Regions from separate parts of the Mus musculus genome. Here region 2 is linked to region 1. The links are chromatin contacts, called in public HiCAR-type maps. All regions are on one chromosome and are shown on one strand. The core of a region is the stretch at or near the end of the contact, and the rest is flanking DNA. Distances in the headings are between cores, read along the strand shown.

The links. HiCAR-type assays count read pairs that join an accessible place to other places.
Region 2: a HiCAR-type map of embryonic stem cells shows a contact between it and region 1, with 2.5 times the contacts expected there. The contact joins two enhancer-like sites. A contact is called at or near these places in 2 of 39 promoter capture datasets (cranial neural crest and maxillary cranial neural crest) and 2 of 115 datasets of contacts at active chromatin or transcription factors (astrocytes and embryonic stem cells).

What each region holds. Positions count from the first base shown.
Region 1 is chr12:12,172,554-12,179,085 of GRCm38.p6, reverse strand. No RefSeq gene overlaps it. Among named protein-coding and RNA genes, the nearest start is that of Gm34348, 28 kb to the right of the region's middle. Within about 2 kb of position 2,680, at least 165 of the 459 cell types and tissues checked have an H3K27ac peak or open chromatin away from gene starts, as enhancers often do. A contact at or near this core is called in embryonic stem cells, where this site is marked.
Region 2 is chr12:12,902,295-12,908,826 of GRCm38.p6, reverse strand. No RefSeq gene overlaps it. Among named protein-coding and RNA genes, the nearest start is that of Gm40271, 3.9 kb to the left of the region's middle. Within about 2 kb of position 4,041, at least 141 of the 459 cell types and tissues checked have an H3K27ac peak or open chromatin away from gene starts, as enhancers often do. A contact at or near this core is called in embryonic stem cells, where this site is marked.

The sequences.
Region 1 (6,532 bases), core at 1,431-3,930:
CTCATTTGTCACAGATGCATGAGGACTGGGGAACCAGAAACCAGACCTGAACCTAGGACCATCCAAGTAATGGGCTGAAGTTTATATAGCTGTTTGACTATGAAGTCAGGACTATAAGCCGACAGTCTTGCCTCCCATTCTATGACATATACAATAGTTTCCAAACTGCACCCTATATCTGGGTTTTCGAGAATAATAGTCTCATTTTTTGGTCATTCAGTTTGGGGAGAATTTTCTTGGTGGTGTGTACCCCACAAACACCCTTGGCATCTTGCAAAGAGCAGAGCCAGTCCCTCTTTGTCCTTCTGCAAGTTGTCTATGTAGTTACCTGTATTGGATATGAATAGAGAGGCAGCTAGCACAGCCTAGTTCTTCAGTGTAAGTTCTGTGTTCCCTCCCTGTAGGACTCTCTGCTGAGAAGCAGCTGGGGCTTGTGCCCTGATTTTTGCAAAGTACTCAGAGAACAGATGCATCCAGCAGATGTAGGCCCTGGGACTTGGAGGGAGCCTTTCTCACATGTTCAGCACTTGGCTGCCCTCCTTGCTTCTGAGTTACCTCTGATGAGGGGCAGTGGGAGCATGGAGGAGGGCCATCTACACTCCGTGGAGACGTGATATAAACACTAAGTAAAAACAACTGTGAAAGTAAGTCAGTCCCATGACCCTCCCTGCTCCACTGTCATGTATTTTATTTCCTGCCATTTGATTCTGGCTTCGTCCCCTCTGTGCATTTATGATGCTTCACTGAGGTCAGTGACTCCTGAGAAGCGGAAAATGACACTGTATACAGCTAGGGTTCGGACAGTTCTGAGGCATATTAAACTTGGGATTTTCAAACAATTTCATCAGAAAATATCAGTGAACAAAGAGGAGAGATGACAAGATCTTTGAATGTCCTTGTCTGTTAGCTGGAGAGAACACAGGCTAATTTACACATGCATTGCATCCTGAGGGTCACTCTTCCATGGCATTATCAGAAGGATGCTTTGACCAAGAAAGGGGATTGGCTTTTCCTTGGCTGACGTTGCTGGTAAGCAATGCTTCTCAGGCTTCTTCTGGTTCTGTGGCCACAGCCCTCGGTCAGGCATCTTCAAGCCGTCGTAGAACAGCAACCTGTAAGTTTGGCTTAGGCCCTCCCCTAAGCAGCTTCAAACCACCCATCTCTTTATCACCCATCTCTGTACCACCACCACAAGATTGGCTCTGCAATTCTCCTACTTAGAGCACCATGACAACTGTCCATCACTCAGGTAATGTGGGACCACCTTCCAGTACCACACAGGGATTCTCTGCTGGCCATTCAGCACCTCCCTGTCTCTGCGCCAGGTGTCCCTTCTCTTAACACCAAAGTCCCAGTTATATGGAAATTCTCCCCTTCCTGAGCTTCCGGCTTTTTCTAATGGCCAGATGCCTTTGTTCTCTACATCCTTGTTCTGTTCTGTTCTCAGCTCCTGTGTCACCCCCCTTAAGCTGCAAACTCTGGGACAAAAGGCCAATAGTGCTTATTTAACATATCAAAGCGACCCCACAGCCAGATTCTTCTCCCAGCATCCCTCAGTCCCTACCTGTTACAGGGTATCCTTGCATACTCTGCCCTACAGTCTGAATTTTCCAGGGGCTGGGCTGCCCTTCCCCCAGAGGCTCTTCTCTGAATAATCCAGCCATTTTGGTTCTTGCCCCTTTCATTCCTTAGGCCTCCTGGCTGCTGAACCATTTCCCCCTCACTATCCTTTTCCTTCCCCTCCCCCACTCCTCACAAGGCTCAGAGTCATTACCTCTGTGGACTTGCCCAGATGTGTCTACCTCTGGCTTTGCTCTCCCTTTTATCTACAATAACCTTTCTCCTCCACCATTCCAAGGAGGGGGTCAAATTCTTTCCTTTTATTTCTTTTTCCTCCACTCATGCAGCTACAGGAGCCTGACCAATCTGAGCCCCCAGCAGAATTAGAGTATACTGCCCTCCTCTTGGTGGGCCATTTGTCCTCCCTCTATCATCTGACCGTACCTATGAGTCACCTCTGTCTGCCTGTTAATCGGGTGGTAACCGGAAATGGGACCACTCTGTCTCCTGAAGGCCTGGCCAGATGAAGAATTCATTGCAATTTGATGAATCTGTGAGAGACAGACCCAGGTTCTGAAGAGATGGCCTCCCGACTTTGTCTCTCTAGCCCTGTCTGCCTTCAGCTCCTGTAGAAACAGCTGCAGGGCTCACAGGCCAAACCCCATGGGTCAGAGAAACAACTGTCTTGTGAGTGTGTGTTTCCCCTCAAAACAAAGATTGCAACATCCTCCTGGCCTGGAGTTCACAGCTGTGGGAGGAGGTTGCACTGGGTAGTGCAGGGTCAAGGAGGCAGAGGTGGGGGTGTGGGGGACCGTTAGGTCTGAATAAGTACCGAGGTAGAGCTTAGCCCCACCCCCACCAAGCCGGGTGGTGCAAACACTGTGAAGAGCCCGGTTTTCCTTAGCTTCCTCCCCACGTTTTACTTTTCTCTGATATTTGATTATGTGTGAATTCCTTCTCATCCCCTGGGAGCTAGCACCCTACCGCCTTTGCAAAATATCTGAGTTACATTTTTGCAGATCGTCAAGCTTCAAGGGCATTCAAACGACCTTCTAGAGGACTGCAGTGTCTTGGTAAGTGATGCCCCCTGGTGGCCAAATGGAGTAGTTGCAATTCGCAGGGACCATGAAGTAAGAACCCTGGCTTTGTAATGGCCATGAGGCTCTGTTCAGCAGATGTCCCACTGTCCCTGAAGGATTGGCTGAAGGGCAACAGGGTTGTGTGTGTGTGTGTGTGTGTGTGTGTGGTATCAGGCCTTTAAGGATGCTGAAAGTTTACCTTCTATAATCTGAGTGCTAAAGAGTTGTTTAGAGACCCACCCACTTATTTCTCAGATGAAGCCAATTCCAGGGAGGGGAGAGGGAATTTCTCAGTCTGTATGACAAGTTGAAGAGGCAGAACAGGCATGTTGGTTACTGATTTGAAATTCTTTCCTTCTAGCATCTTGGGACACCTGCCATGAAGTCCTTCCTATGTTTGCTTTCTTTCAGAGGAAGAGAAGACCAGCATCTTCCCTCTAAATCTCCCTCGGTTGGGCTCCATCTCAGTCCTACTTGCTACAGGAAGTCTTCTACAAATAATCAGAGGACACATCCAAAGCTCTCCTGGAGCTGGTCCAAAAGTTAGACGGTAGAATTTGAACTGTGAACACATTGCATAGAAACAACCTCACAGGGCTTGACAGTCTAATGAAAAGTAATAGTCAGAGAGACAGAGAGGCACAGGTCGAAGGACAATTGAGGCACTATTGTGTATTTTGAAGAAAATAAGTAGGGCAATTTGGTAGAGGACAAGTTTAAGTGAGGCCCATGAGCATGGTCAAGGAGGATTGCACTAAAGCAGGGAGAACATTCAGGGAAGGTAGAGGAGAGGTGTGTAGAGGCTGTAGGTCTGGGGTGAGATTGGCAGGTCCCATCGTGGAGAAGACTCAAGAGGTGATAGACTAGTGGCCAGGAAGAGCACACCAGGGCAAGAGCAAGGAAGCCAGGCCAGAGGCACAATCTGATTTATAACTCACGTGAATCCCAGGCTATGGCACTGCCAGTCTCCACTTTCACACCAGCTCGTCTCCTCCAGAAAGTCCTTCACCACCCTACCAAGTTGGAGTCACTTCTCTGAGCCCTGGTGTTAACATCTCTGTGTCTCTATCATTGGGGCTATCCATGACACACCAGCTGTGGCTATGTCTTTTGACTACCCAGCATAGTAAGCTCCACATTCAGAGAGACAGAGACAATGGACCCAAATCTAGAACATTCTGCCAGAGGCAATGTGTCCCTATGCCACCGCTTCTTGGTGTGTAAGGTGAGACTAGAAATGCACATTGCATAGCTTTTTAAATAATTAAGTAATAAGTATAAAACGTTGTCACAACAATGGCAGGCACTATGTCACCTCTCGTTAAGGAGGAGATGTCCTTTCTGGGTATGTTCCCAGGCTAGCTCCAATGAGATCCATCCTAGCGTCTATGGTGGCAGTTGCATGCTTTGGTAGTTGCATAGGGAGACTTTGGAGGGAACACATTTAGTCAGACTGAAGAAGAAAACTGAAGGTGGCATAGGTTGATGGAATTCTGAATTATTGAATAAAGTTAATTTATTTAATTATTCCCTTTGGCAATATACACTAGACAAAACAGCTTGGGTTTTTTGTTTGTTTGCTTGCTTGCTTTTTTGAGATAGGGCTTCTCTGTGTAGCCTTGACTATTCTGGAATTCTCTGTAGATCAGGTTAGCTTCAAACTCACAGCGATCCACCTGCCTCTGCCTTCCAAGTGCTGGCCTTAAAGGTGTGCAGCACCACAGCCAGGCTGACATACTGTTCTCGTGCAGCTGTTCTTGGGCATGGGTTGTCTATTTACAAAAGGCACCAGACCAGAGGTTCTTCCTCCCTTAATCCTCAGTGAGGATGGTCTTTGTTTCATTGGCAGCCTTCTTCAAACACACGTGGCTCACATGGGAAGGACGAAGCTGGACATTCTGGTCTCATTCTGTACTTGCCCCATCTTCCTTCAATGTTCTCCATTCACTTACAATGATTCACTAATTGTATCATTGTAATACTTGATGTTATATTTATTAACTTATTCTTTTCTCCATCGTATCTAGTTTACGTCGCCCTACTGCTCTTGGAAAGAGGGCCTGCGCTGGAGTGTGGCCAACCTACCAGGCGCCACATCATTAAAGAAAATCGAGTCTCCCTCTTTCCTCAGCTACCAATATCTCCTCTGCCAGGGGTGGGATTCCATGCAGATATCCTGTCCTCCATACTGAGATTCCATTTAGACTGAGCTTAGGCAGGTCTCTTGCATGCTGTCACAATTGCTGTGAGTTTGAGATGTCTACTGTACCCTGCTGTGTCTGGGAAACACATTCTTCGATGTCATCCTCCATCCTTCTTACCGGCTTCTATGAATAACTCTATGATCTTGGAATACGCCTTTAACTAACCTTTGTTTGGTACCCACGGCATGTCAAATTTGAACTAGGTATGTTATGCATATATTAGCAAAATTTCAAAATGAGAGTTATTATTGTAAGTGAATTCATAGGAAGTGTAGAGAGAGTTTAACTAAAGCCCTAAGGGGTCCATACCTTACTGTTATTCTTTGTTTCTTAAATATTCCTAAAGGAAAATTTATGGGTTAAAGGCCTGGTCCTCAGCTGAGTGCTCATATACGGCCACAAAAACTTTAGATGTGTAGTCATTAGCTCACTGGAAGCTTCCCCTCAAAGGGAATCATAAGACTGATGTCTTTTCCTTTCTCGTTCCTTTTTTTTATCTTAAACTTCCCATCCCTGAGAGAAGCAGTCTCCTCTAAGATCCTCCCCGACTCCAACCGTAGTGTGCTATCCTATCTGTTACATACCCAAAAGCATTGGGCAAACTGACAATTGACTACCTGCTAATGCTAGGTGCTAACACAACCTTTTTACTTTATAAGTTGATTCATCACAGATATTTATAACAGTGCCAGAAAGCTGTCTTACACGCTCTGCAAAAGCTACGCTGCTAAAGAGGCTCTAGATCCAGGCTTCCAAACTTACAAATTTGCTCCTGATTCTTTGTCAGTTTTAGGTATAACCAGTAGAGACTCTTGCTCAATATGCAATGACAGAAGGGAGTCATTGTTGTAACCCACTGGTTCCAGTGTATGGCACTCTTCTCCTAGACATCCCCCTCATGCCCACAATGAGCTGTGTCCCTGTTGTGTACACAGCAATTTCTTTCTGGTAAATTACTTCCCGTGGGTGTCATCATCTGAATTGCCCAGGGTTAAGCCAAGAGAAGACAGCACAGATTTGATGCTTGTGTGAATGTGCCAGGAGCTGAGGCAGACGGGTCTAGGTTCCTGTAAATGGGGCATGGGAGAATAGATAGTGAGGGATGACCTCATCCTAGAGCAGTGAGGCAGGTGGAGAAACCAGTGCTTGTAGGGGCATATGGGGATATGCCATACATTTAGCAAGAAGATTGAAGAGGCTTACAAGCATCATGTCTAACCTTCCAGATAGCAGTGTCTGCCTCACCCATACATTCCATTTCCCCTGTGAGTGCCTCTCACTGACAAACTGAAGTGCTCAGAGATCCGAGGTTCATGGTAACCTGGCTTGGAAAAAAAAAGAAGATTGAGTGGAATTGATGAGAAATTTCCAATGACTTTTCTACAAACATTTAGGAAATGCTACTGTCATCTTACAGGGAGAGACAGTCACTAACAGATTGTCTAAGTAGCAAGACTTGGATCTTTCTAGGTGTGTTTGTTTTGATTTCAGTCCGTAGGCACCATGTGTGGGTCGCAGCTGGCCTTGTGCAAAGTGTGTTTATTGCCCTAAATGATCATGCTGGTGACTGAAATTCTGCCATCTACCCTGCCTGTCTTGTGAACCTGGCACCTGACTTTCTGCAGTGAGTCTCATATCCCACGCATGCAGATGTGACTTTCAAGCTCTAAGTGGAAACGTGATAAGAAT
Region 2 (6,532 bases), core at 2,792-5,291, 730 kb before region 1:
AGATTTTTTCCACTGTCCTTTGTCTTGTTTCTTTGTTCTTTATAAACTTGGAGCTAGGCTGGGCATAGATCAATGAGCCCCAGTAATACTTTAGTCTCTGCCCTCTACAGCTCTGGGGCTCTAAGTGTGTTAGAGGTCATGGCTAGTATTTTATGTGGGTTCTGGGGATTTGAACTCAGATCTCCAGGTTTGCACATCAAGTACTCTTACCCACTGAATCCTTTCCATAGCTGCTCTATCATACATAGCATGCATGAGGCCTTCGTATTTGAGTCTTTACCTCCTTGCCCACAAAGCCAAAACTTGGGTGTGTGTATGTGTGTGTGTGTGTGTGTGCGTGTGTGTGTGTGTGCTGTGAACAGTGTATTCTGTGCTGATAGAGATATGAATTAGGAAGAAACTCAGCCCATCTCCCAACATTTGCATCTCAGTTCATAAATCCCTTCCCACTGATTTAAAGGGTGACTAGAGAAGGAAGAGGCCTCTGGTATTTGCAGTTTGGAGGATTTGGAGATCTTCTTCCCTCTAAAACCCATCCTTGACTTAACTCTGTGCCTACCACATTCTGTTTGGCTGGAGGGTTGTGTGATGTCTTGGACTTACCACTGTATGCCTGGTGACAGATACTTAGTGGTTTTATTCAAGAAAAGTTCAACCAAATACTGGGTCTTGCCAACTACCAAAAATAAGAGAGATGCTTCTGTCCTGCATCCAGGTCTCCAGTGCCTGACTCCAACACTATGGATCCTTCGCAAGGGACACCATTACCTCTCCTGGGATGAGCCCCCACTCCTTTCCAGGGCACCCCCTGGGTCCTCTAGCCTGGCAGTCCTGTTTGTCCCAGGTGCCATTACCCACATCCCTTGTGAAATACAACCATGGGCACTAGTTAGACACTCAGTATCCATGTGCAGGTGTTCCTCAGTTCTAGTCACTCCCCTGTCTCAGCATCAGTGTACAGCTCACAGTTGGAGCTCATGGAGGTGGAACCCAATCCACTTTACCCTAATGGAAATATGTCTAATATTAGTGACACTCAGGAGTGTTTTGTTTTGTTTTAAGATTTATTTATTTTATTTATGTGAGTATACTGTAGCTGTCTTCAGACACACCAGAAAAGGGCATCAGATCCCATTACAGGTAGTTGTAACCATGTGGTTGCTAGGAATCGAACTCAGGACCTGGGGAAAAGCAGTCAGTACTCTTAACCACTGGCCATCTCTCCAGCCCATGGAGTTTATTTACATTGTTATTTATGTATGTGGAATGGGAAGAAACAATCACTTCCAGCGCCCAAATTTAATTTTTCCTCTTTGATTATTTCCTCATTTCCTGTTGGGAAGGAAGAAGCGCTCATTCACCCACTCACCCACCCACCCACTCACCCACCCACCCACCCACCCACTCATCCACGAGATCTTCCGAAAGAATTCAGACTTCTATTTGACAGTAGTGGCACATGCCTTTAATCTCAATAATTTGGGTGGCAGAGGCAGGCATATTTCTGTGAGTTCTCGGCTAGCCTTGTCTACAAAGTAAACAAAGTGAGTTCCAGGACAGCAAGGACTGTTAAACAGAGGACTCCACCCCCCCCCACTCCACCCCCCCCCCCCCCAAAAAAGGGACTTCTTATTTCACCTGGATCTAAGCAATCTTTTATAAAAGTCACAGTTGAGAATCTCAGCTCCCCACAAGCCTTTTCTCTTCGGAGCTTCTAAAGGATAAAGATCTATTTGTCTCTGTGTGTATGTTACAGAAAAATGAATGGGGATTTAATTACAGCAGCTCATTTCCTAAAAGGAAGTCCTATTTACGATGTACCATATGTTTCGCCAGCAGCCATACCCCCAGGGCTGCAGTCTTGTCAGATCTCCTTAGATAAGCAGGGTCCTGCTGGCCTGGCCTAGCAAGGACCCTGGGAGGACCTACAGAAGGGTCCAGGAAATGTGTGTGACTGTTGGGGGTAGGTGGACCAAGGACTACTGCTGGGTACCAGCCACAATGGGTGCTCCCTAGGCTCCGCAGAAGACGGATTCAGAAGTTTAAACAATCCGTGATGATTAAAAATTGCCTGCCTTTTTCCCTCTACTTAAGAGGTTCTTGAGGGGAGCAAGTCTCTCTCTGATCTTGCCTCTCACGTTTTAATTCCTTCTCTGCCACGTCTGAGCCAGTGCAGATGGCTCCCTGGAGCTTGAGAAGCTTCTAGAAGGGATCCTGAAAGGGGAGGGGATGTGGATATTGGGGAAAGAGCCTGGCTCCAGCCTACTGTGATTTTAATGTCTACTGCTGTCCATCTGTCATGATGCCCCCGGGAGTAGGTGCTGGGAGTGTGAAGATGGATCATGCTGTGCGCAACCAATGTGGGGAGGCTTGGAACCTGCTAATCCCGAATCAGTTTTCCGGATTCAGGGCCATAGGCTTCTCTTTCAACCCAGGCTTCCTTTACCTTTTCAAGCGTTTCCTTGTTCCCAGCGTGCCCTGTTCCTCTTGCTTCCTCTCTGTGTTCTCCTTTAAAACTCTATGCCTAGAAATACCTTTAAGTTCTTACATCCTCACTTTCTCACCTCGGCTCTGGGCCCCTGAACTACATGGCGGTCAATGTCATGGGTCTAACACTACTTCCTGAGAGTCTTCTGAGAATTTGCTTTTTCTGAACTGGAAGTCGGTGTAGACAGTAGCGCCAGGTCAACTGGTAAGTCTTCCTATTTTCCACTAAAGGAATCCAGCAGGCCTCCAGGATAGCTATCTTCACACAGCATTCACCTGCCCAGAAGGAAGAAGAGAAATAGGTGAAGCCAGGAAAAAATAAGTAGCCTGTTGGAAGCTTAAGATAATGCTGAAATACAGCGTCTGTCAGCCCCTGGACAGAGATGCTGAGAAGAGCAGACTGAGTTTCCAGATACCAGGCTGGAAGGGATAGTTAGGGAGATGTCTGTCTATACCTATATCGGCTGGCCTCCCCTCCCCTTTCCTCTTCCTTCTCCTCTCCTCTCCTCTTCCTTCCCCTCCCTTTTTCCTGCCTCCTCCCTTCTTTCCAACCCCCTCCCCCTTTCTTTTCTTTCTTTGCCTTCTTTTGTGCTTTTTGAGACAAGGTCTCACTTTGTAACCAACACCTGGCTTGAACTCATGGTAATCCTGTCTGTTTCCTCAGTGTTCATAAACTTCTGTATGCTCCTCTGAGTGGCAGGAGCAGGTAATATCTGGGGATCTAGGAGCTGCTGGGGCTAAGAGTTCACCAGTTCACAGAAGGGGAACTTGCCCAGAAGGTGCCCCTGTGCACTACAAGCTGATGCCCACCCACCTTCCCTGCCCGGATGCCACTGGTTACTTTTTCTTAAAGGACTTGGACGGGGGCCTTTCTCCGACTCCTCTCCAGCCCGTGGCTGAGCCAGCCAGCCTCCTCTCTGCATTGTCTTGGAGAGAGGAATCACCTGGGATTTAGGCTCATTTTTAACAATGTATCCTCATTTCCTGGGGACTAACAGCTTTGTGAGGGTCTCTCAGCAACCCGCGTCAAGGGGGAAGGGGATGGGACTCAAGATGCCTTTTGCTAATTAGAACCCCTTCAGCTCTCCTGTTACACAAGAATCCAGGGCACCACATGACCCTCTGCAAAGCTGCCTTTTTTTTTTTTAAGGTATTTTTAGCCAGAATCAAAGGGTGAGATTTTTTTTTTTTTTTCTGCTCAACTTTGCAACTGTAAGGCTGTGAACCTCATCTCACATTCTCCTTCCTTTTCTATAGATTCTACTGTCCTTACCCGGTTTCTCTATTTCTTTCTCCTTCCTGGAACTCTGCATGCGTGTGTGCGCATATGTGCACGTACGTCCATGCATGCAGGCGCACATGAGGGTGAGTGCATGAGCTCCTGTGTGTAGGTGTGAGGGCCTGGCGGGAGTGTGGCCGCGGTGCCAGGCAGCCATGCTGCATCTCTGGCTGCTCATTGTTCAGTTCCGTCTCCATGGTGACAGGAGCAGCTGCTCCATTCTGGGCCTTGGCTTGGCTGTGCAGGGCGGCCTGCCCGCCCGTCTGCCCGCCGGTCCACCCTCCCGTCCTCCTGCCCAGCCGTGGGAGCTGCCAGCTCTACGCCCTCCCGCTGCCCACAGGCCTTGCCAGGCTGGGCGCAAGAAAGCGTGTTTACTAACACCATCCACATGGCTCCTGGGGCACCGTGGCTCTGCCCAGAAGATGTCAGGCCCAGGGCACCGGGAGGTGGGCCTGGAGCCAGGCTGTCTGTAGCTGAGGGAAACCAGGCTGGCCAGCGGCTGCTGCTGCCGCCGCCGCCGCCTAGGTCTGCCAGCGCTCCCAGCCTCCAGGCAGGGTTGCAGGCACTTGTTCAGGGGCCCCAGAGAAGCCCTCTCCGAAGTCTCTTTCCCCCTTCCTGCCATGCTGTTTAATACTCTTCTCAATGTGCCCTAGTCCTAGTGTATTCCACCTGGTCATTTTACCCCTGGCAGTCTCCTCTGGTCCCCATAGTGGAATTATCCAATCTAACACCTTCACAGGCTTAAATTAGGAGCTGCCAAGTGGGAGGGACCTGAAGGATGTAGTCCTTTGAAATAACAGGCAGAGGGAGGGCAGGGTTGTGTCTACACCCCATCTGCCCTCAGAGGCCTGGGTGGGCTCTCCTGTGTGGCCCTTTTGAGCTCTGCATTCTTTCCCTCTGCTTCTCTTTCTCCTCCTTCCTTCCTTCTTCTCAGCCTCTCCTTCTCTCCCCATCAGTTTTTGTTTTTTTTTTTTTTCCGTGAAGGCCTCTGTTCTCTGTGTCTGTATGTCCATATGTACGTCTGTGATTGTGTGTGTCTCCGTTTGTGGTTTGGTGTTCTGGTGGGTGTCAGTCTCCCATCTGTGTAAATGTCACTAGTTCTGTGTGTCTCCCTCCATCTGTGTGTGTCCATGTTCCTGTGTGTATCTTTGTATGTGTGTATGTGTCAGTGTGCTTGTGTGTGTGTGTTTCTCCCTGTGTGTATATCTACTTATGTCTCCATCTGTGTCTATGCATATAAGAGAGAAAGATGGACCCCCTTTAGGAGGCTAACGACAGTCCTTCTTGGGAATGTCCCCACAGCCTCTTACTGAGGTCTAGTTCCCAGATCCTGGTATCAGAGTCTTGGAACCATAGGCTAACTTCCGTCATCCCTCCTGATGATTCTGCCAGCCTGGGACCCTTGGGGACTTCTGGGACCTGTTTGTCCCAGCAGTAGATCTGTAGCTTCCTGAGAGCCTATGACCCTCTACTGTGTGTGCACAGTGAAGCTTCATAGTACCTGACCTTGTGAAATGTTTTTCCTTAGAAATTTCAGTTGGCGCCAGGCAGTGGTGGCGCACGCCTTTTAATCCCAGCATTTGGGAGGCAGAGGCAGGCGGATTTCTGTGTTCGAGGTCAGCCTGGTCTACAGCGTGAGATCCAGGACAGCCAGGGCTACACAGAGAAACCATGAACCCTGTCTCGGAAAAAAAAAAAAAAAAAAAAAAAAAAAGAAAGAAATTTGGGTTGGTTATAAACCTGAGAGCAAGCAACAATTAGGTCACATTGATATATCTTGAAAGCACTGGTGGTACTCACTGAGTGTCCCACCATGCCAAGGTCAGCCACTCTGTCCACATTTAAGCCTATTTCCGGCCATATTCTGCCCCTGATTGAATCTCAGCTTCCCTTCAAACTTTAAGATGTGTGGCCTATGTGATCTAGGGAGGGGCATTCGAGGAAAGAATCAATGAGGTCCTTGGGTAGTGGCACCTGTTGCAAGCATTTACTAAGTGTCTGAGACCTGCTAGGCTTAGGATAAAGTGCCATCTATACCAGACATTTAAAAAATGCCCTCAGGATTCCATATGACAGAAAATGACCATATTTTGCATATTGGGAAGTGTGGCTTAGAGAATTTAAGTGACTTACCCAAGACCACACAGCTAAAGAACCTGCCTCTCCTTCCTGGGCCATCTTGCCTCATAAAATGGCTGGGTATCCCTTTGAAATGGGGCTGCTCAGAATCGTTCTCATGGCTGCTTTAAGTCTCCCCCACAGCTGCTGCCTTAGCCAAGCCACCTATCTTTTGACTGGAACCCAAGAATAGTCCCTTATCTCCAAGTTTGGTGGTTTGAATGTGCTTGGCCCAGGGAGTGACACTATTAGGTGTGGCATTGTTGGAATGGGTGTGGCCTTATTGGAGGAAATGTGTCACTGTGGGGGTGGGCTTTCAGACTCTCCAATGAGACTGTCTTTCCTGGTTGCCTTCCGAACAAGAAGCAGAACTCTCAGCTCCTTCTCTACCACCATGTCTGCTTGCACACTGCCATGCTTCCAGCCATGAGGATAATGGACTGAACCTCTGAAAGTGTAAGCCAGCCCCCATTAAATGTTTACCTTTTCTGATTTGCCTTGGTCATGGTTTCACAGCAATGGGAACCCTAACTAAGACACCGAGTTTCCATTCTCCTCCTGCCCTCTGACTTATTTTATATGCCAAGGGAGAACCCTAACACACTCAACACTCAACACAAAGCAAGTCACTGTCATATAATCCCAGCA